2 separate regions of the Danio rerio genome follow, and region 2 is linked to region 1. A link is a contact called in public Micro-C data. All regions are on one chromosome and are shown on one strand. Each heading gives the region's core, a stretch centred on a gene start, on an enhancer-like site or on the middle of the called end of the contact. The rest is flanking DNA. Distances are from core to core; before and after follow the strand shown. Region 1 holds the start of trim67 (tripartite motif containing 67). Region 2 holds the start of si:ch73-111k22.2.

Evidence for each region. A called contact is a pair of places that touch in the nucleus more often than the background predicts.
Region 2: a Micro-C map of caudal fin shows a contact between it and region 1, with 6 times the contacts expected there. The contact joins the promoter of si:ch73-111k22.2 here to the promoter of trim67 in region 1. A contact is called at or near these places in 3 of 18 Hi-C or Micro-C datasets (caudal fin, hematopoietic stem cells and an unstated tissue).

The regions. Positions count from the first base shown.
Region 1 is chr20:4,154,426-4,157,408 of GRCz12tu, forward strand. It overlaps trim67 (tripartite motif containing 67), which reads right to left and starts at 1,454. Exons shown (of 10, transcript XM_073934045.1): 1 at 657-1,454. The coding sequence starts at 1,421.
Region 2 is chr20:4,297,074-4,300,056 of GRCz12tu, forward strand. si:ch73-111k22.2 reads right to left here and starts at 1,458. Exons shown (of 4, transcript NM_001201453.2): 1 at 1,123-1,458. The coding sequence starts at 1,434. It overlaps si:ch73-111k22.3, which reads left to right and starts at 2,091. Exons shown (of 2, transcript NM_001386283.1): 1 at 2,091-2,279. The coding sequence starts at 2,121.

The DNA.
Region 1 (2,983 bases), core at 204-2,703:
AATATTGATCATTACATCAACTTAAAAATGCGGCTAATTTAAAGGTAAATATATGTCAATTAGTTGAAAACAATATTTAACTTGCAGCAACCCCGAAAAAATTAGGTTGATAACTCAGTTTTTTCACACTAATGGGGCTGTTTTTTATTTTTAAGTGCACACACTGATGTTTTTGTAATTTTCATACTGTTTATATGGGACAGTAGTACATGTTTTTGCTTTGTAAAACAATGACAATCTGTGGTTTAAAACAAATAAAACACAGAAAACGGGTTGAAAACAGTTGAAAACAAACAAAAACACTAAAATCTTTCAGCTACTTAATTTATTTGATGATCTAAACTTGAAAACCTACATGTAACTAAGGACATAACACTGGATTTGTTTTAAATTTTAATTAAAAAACTAATTTTCAGTACTCGACTTAAATGGAGTTTATGTTACGTAAAAATGCCTCTGATTGAAGAGGAAATTAAGGGTCATTTGGCTAACCTAATAAAATGTGTTGTCTGAACTTTGTTGGATGTTTTTGTAACTTGAATATATTAATGCAAAATGTTGCGTTATTTTTTGTTTGGTCTAAGCAACATTTTTTAGAGTGTCTGTACATGTACAATATGCCCCAATAAAAGCTCCAGTATGCTGCTCATGATTACCTTGTGCTGTTTCCACATGGCGGCCAGCGGCTTCACGTCGTGTTTCCCGTGTTTGCCCTCCTCCAGACACTGGTAGCACACGGGGGTCCTGCAGCTGGCGCAGTACATGCTGTAGTTCTCCGCCTCGTGATCCACGCAGGTCGGCTGTTTGCGCGCGGGGGCGCCGGGCGGCTGTGCGCTCCCCGCCTGCGCTTGGGTCGGCGGCAGCAGCCGGTGCTTGGCCAGCGGTCCGCGGGAGGGGTGACATCGCTGCTGGCACGGGGAGCAGTAAAACACGTCGCACTGCTCGCACATGACCGTGGCGTCCACCGGGTTGCGGTCGCACAGCTGGCACTTGACGGAGGCGGCGCGGCTCTGCTGGTAGCGGGACACGATCGCCTCGAGCAGCCGGTTGCGCTGGAGTCCCCGGAGCCCGCGCTCGTCCAGGGACACGCTGCGGTGGCACAGCGGGCAGGTGATGGAGCAGTGGCGGTGCATGAGCGCCGGCGGGAACACTCGCACGCCGTTGGGAGACTTGAGGCACGGCGTGTAAGACCCGTAGCCGCTGTCCGTCTCGCTATACATGCTCATCTTATCCATGTCCAGATAATCATAGTCCGAGGTGCCGGAGCTTCGATTCTGTGGAGGGGTCTCTCCCTCCGGGGTCTGCACGGTGATATTCCGGGCACACGCGAGGCAGACATTGTGAGAGCACGGTAAAATAATGGGCTCCTTGAAGAGAGAACCGCAAACCGGGCATTTGAGCTCTTCTTCCATCGCGTCCATAAACACACACGCTCGTACGCGCAGCCGTTGAATGAAATCAGAGCAGCACTACCAGACGCGGACAGCTCCCGTTTCGCGCTTCGCGCATGCGCAGTGACAGAACGCTTGTGGGCGTTGTAGTCCCCACGCTGATCCACGTCGCGTGAGGTGAGCGCGTAAAAACTACAACTCCCTTAATCCCCCTAATTAAATGCGGCGAGAAGAATTTGTATTTTCGTCCCGTATTCCAGGGTCACAGGTTCGGGGGGGCTCATTTGCAATTAAAAGAAGCCCGTGTGTAAACAACCCCTGAAAAGGAGGGCAAGCGTTGAAATTGTGATGGCATCCGAGAGAGAGCTGACCAGCAGCCTGTTTCTGTGAGTGGCCGTGAATAATTAGGGCAAAGAATTTATCCCAGCAAGAATCGAGCTGCTTTCAGCTGATCCAGCCCACTGAGTCTAATTACAGCACAGAATTAATTAACACTTCATCACTTTCACTATGCGCAGACAGACTTATTTCATACTCTACTACAGATTCTATCTTCCCGTCTTAACACATTTTTTTTAATCTTAACAAACAAAACACCATGTTCTTTAATTTTAAAGTCTGTTTTACCAGGATTGCTATATATATATATATATATATATATATATATATATATATATATATATATATATATATATATATAATAAACAAGCAAAAAAAAAATATATATATATATATATAATGTTTAAAATTAAGATATTTACAAATTATATTAAAATAGACCACTATTAATTAATACTTTACTATAACTAAATAAATATTTAATAAAATAAATAATGTAAAAAATAAATATTTATAAAAATAAATAAATAAATAAATATAAAAATTAATTAAATAAATACATATATATATATATATATATATATATATATATATATATATATATATATATATATATATATATATATATATATATATATATATATATATATATATATATATGCAAATGTCAAGCTTGCCATGAAAAAAATGAACTTTCACCAAAATACAGAAACCGCATCTAAGTTTTTTGTATAAGCAAGTTTTTTAAAGTACTTTAGAAATACTCAAAAATGTATCTGTCAATGTTTTCAAACTATTATATTTGGTTTACCAAAGTCAGACAAGTGGCAATTTCACATCTGTCACATCCATAACGACACTTTTTCCTCATAAATATGAAAATATGAAATAAAATAAAGTCAATCATTTTTGTTCTGTAGTGATTCATCTTTTATCTATTTGTTTAACATTATTTCTTTAGGGTTGTGTAGTTTAATTCACAGAATTTCCACAAAGTATGTTGTATACTCACATTCTTTTTAGATCACATCCAGAACGCATGTTTATTTTCCTCATTTAAAGTACAAAACATGTTTAAAGATTGATGTTTTCCTGGTTCTTTAACTCTGTGGCCAGTTCTTCAGGAAAATATAAACAGATGTTTCTATATAATGTTAAAATATACTTATGTGAATTTATGTTTTGAGATTTTTCTGCAAACACATTCATATCGCTGAAATTGCTCATGTATATATTTATTTAAATGTTGTTTT
Region 2 (2,983 bases), core at 208-2,707, 140 kb after region 1:
TTAAAAATGAAATCTTATACATTATTTATATGCACGTCAGATTTGTTTAATAAACAGCAGATGAATGCTGCAGGCTAGTTTGGAAAGCATTTAAATTCAGTGATTTATTATAGTTTTAATATATTTACTTGGATATTTATATGATGTTTACTTTTAAAAGCCTTCTTGTGACATTAGTTGACACTTGTATTTTATTTTTTAAAACCCTTTATTTATTAATGCTTAGATGCATTTATAAAAGTTTATAGTTAAATGGGCTAGAAATAATATCTCAGAGTCATTTTATGTATATTAGGGCATATGTTTGTAAGGTAAACAGTTAAATATATAGATATTTTACAAATTTGTTAAGCAAACAAGTTAATGGACAAACATTTCACATATATACGTTAAAGACAAACTTGAGAGTTTAGCTAAGTATACAGATATTTGATTAGTAAACAGTATACAATTATGAGACGTAATGCTTAACTTAAATTTAAATTCTGTCAAATACAAACTCGTTAACTTGTTTCAAACCTTTATGAGTTTCTTTTCTTCTGTTCAACAAAAAAAATGATATTTTTAATTAAGTCGAAAACCTGTAACCATCGACTTCTATAAAATTTGTTTTTCCTACTGTGCGAGTAAATGATTCCAGCTTTCTTCGAAATATCTTATTTTGGGTCCAACAGAGGGGAAAAAAACGGAGTGCATTTTAGTTTTTGGGAGAACCATCCTTTTAAGTGATCAAATTAAGTTGACACAAATGAATAACTACATAATTTAGACCCTCGCACTTCTGGCTCTTGCAAGAATGGTACAAAAGATAAAATAAATTAACGTCACGAATTATGAAGAAATATTAAGTAAATTGTGCATTAATAATTCACACTGTTTAAAATATTAGCTTTTAATTTTTCATAATGCAGTTTACTACAGATACTGAATCTTACACTGTAAACAATGCTGGTTAAAAGAATTAAAATATAAAACAATTAAGTTGTCGCTCCAAACATCTTTTTTATATTTAATTATATTGAATTATGTTGTTTTGCCTAATTTTAAATAACTTAGTTCACATACATTGAGTGTAAGAGCTTAGTCTCCTACAATACTTATGACTATACAAAACACAAGCACCTCTTCTCCGAAGTGTACGATCTTTTGTCCGGTCTGGATGAGCAGTTTCGGGTAGCAGATCACCTCGTCTCGGTCTACCCGGTGCATAGCGTACCGAGCCCGGATCCGCGGATCCATCATACCGTTGTCTATCGCCGTGTCCTGCTCGACCGGACTCATCTGACTCCAAGCCGAACCGTACGTCTCCTTTATCTTTTCCCTCTCCTGCATAATCTTACGAGCCATCGAGTTTATGGAGGAGAAATACTCCAGCTTTTTAGCCTCCGTCAGATGCGGAGGATCGGCAGCCCCTGCCATTGCTGCGGCCGCCATTTCCTTAACAGCTGGGCACCAAGCGCTGACGTACACAAAAGTCTTTTATTTTGTACACACCCCAAAATTACTCTTTGTTCGATTAAAATGTAACTTTAAAAAAGATGTATGTGAAAAGGATGATGCTTTTTCGCTTTATAAAAGACAAATAAAATATAAGCATTTAACGAATACATTTAAATTAGAATAAGATTGCATTGTTATCATTAACTTTGAGCAACATATTTTTCCAACATCTTAATAATCCGCTTCGTAAAAGGGATTATTAAAAGTTAAACTGTGAAAGGATTTATCATTTTGAATTTATTTTTTGACTGAACAAACTAATCCATAAATGTAGAGATTTGTTCATTAAACTGTCTAAATTAATTCCGACAAACGAAAACCCTATTTTTAAAAAGATATTTAGTAGAGATACTTGATTATATATTGTTGGTTTAATATTTGAGCAGATCGAACATAACTAAAAAACATTTATCGTCACATTTTAACTTATTTATTCGTTTGCTCATTTAATTTACATTTGTAAGTTCTCAAAATAACGCTTTATAAACAATAAGCACAATAATTTATTTATAAATTATATATGTATCAGTCATTATTATTTAATTTTACATTTCGCCACTTTAACAAAAGACTTTTGTTTTGTCTTGCGCATGCGCGTGTTTGAGAATCATCTTGGAGCAATGGATTTAGAATCGGCGACCTCTAACGGTAAAACCGACGAAAACCACCCAGAAGAGTGTAAAGGATGGTTATTCAAGAAAACCCACTACACCAGGCGCTGGAAGATGTCGTGGTTTCATCTCAAAGATGGAAAACTCATTTATGGTTTAAACGAGGAGGTAAGAGTGAATGATACAGTAATCCTCGCTGTCCATGTCAGGCTCTTAAAAAACTTATAACAGCGATCAGATTATGTATGAACATTAACTTCAGCACACCTGCTCTCTAACTCAGTCTACTACACAAACTGTTTTGCTCGTTTAATATTTAATAAGTATCGTTAAATGTCACTGGGTTGAGTTTCCACTGGCCGTGCTGCTGTTATTGTTGTTGTACTGGTACCATGGCAACGCCTTTTGAAGATGCTCTTATGAGGGTAAAAGTGAATCTAGGTACATATTATAACTCTTTTTAACAATAATACAAACATAACCAAACAAATTCCCCAAAATAAACAAAGACAAACTAAAAACAATAAAATATATATATATATATATATATATATATATATATATATATATATATATATATATATATATATATATATGTATAAAATAGCACGATCGCAAGAAGGTCGCTGGTTTGAGCCTCGGTTGGGTCAGTTGGCGTTTCTATGTGGAGTTTGCATGTTCTCCTCGTGTTTGCGTGGGGTTCCTCAGGTGCAGTTTCCCCACAGTCTAAAGACATGTGGTACAGGTGAATTGGGTAGGCTAAATTCCGTAGTGAGTGTGTATGGATGTTACCCAGTGATGGTTTGCAGCTGGAAGAAATGAATGAATAAAACAGGGCTACCTCAAAACTGATACGTTGTTCATTTCTCAGA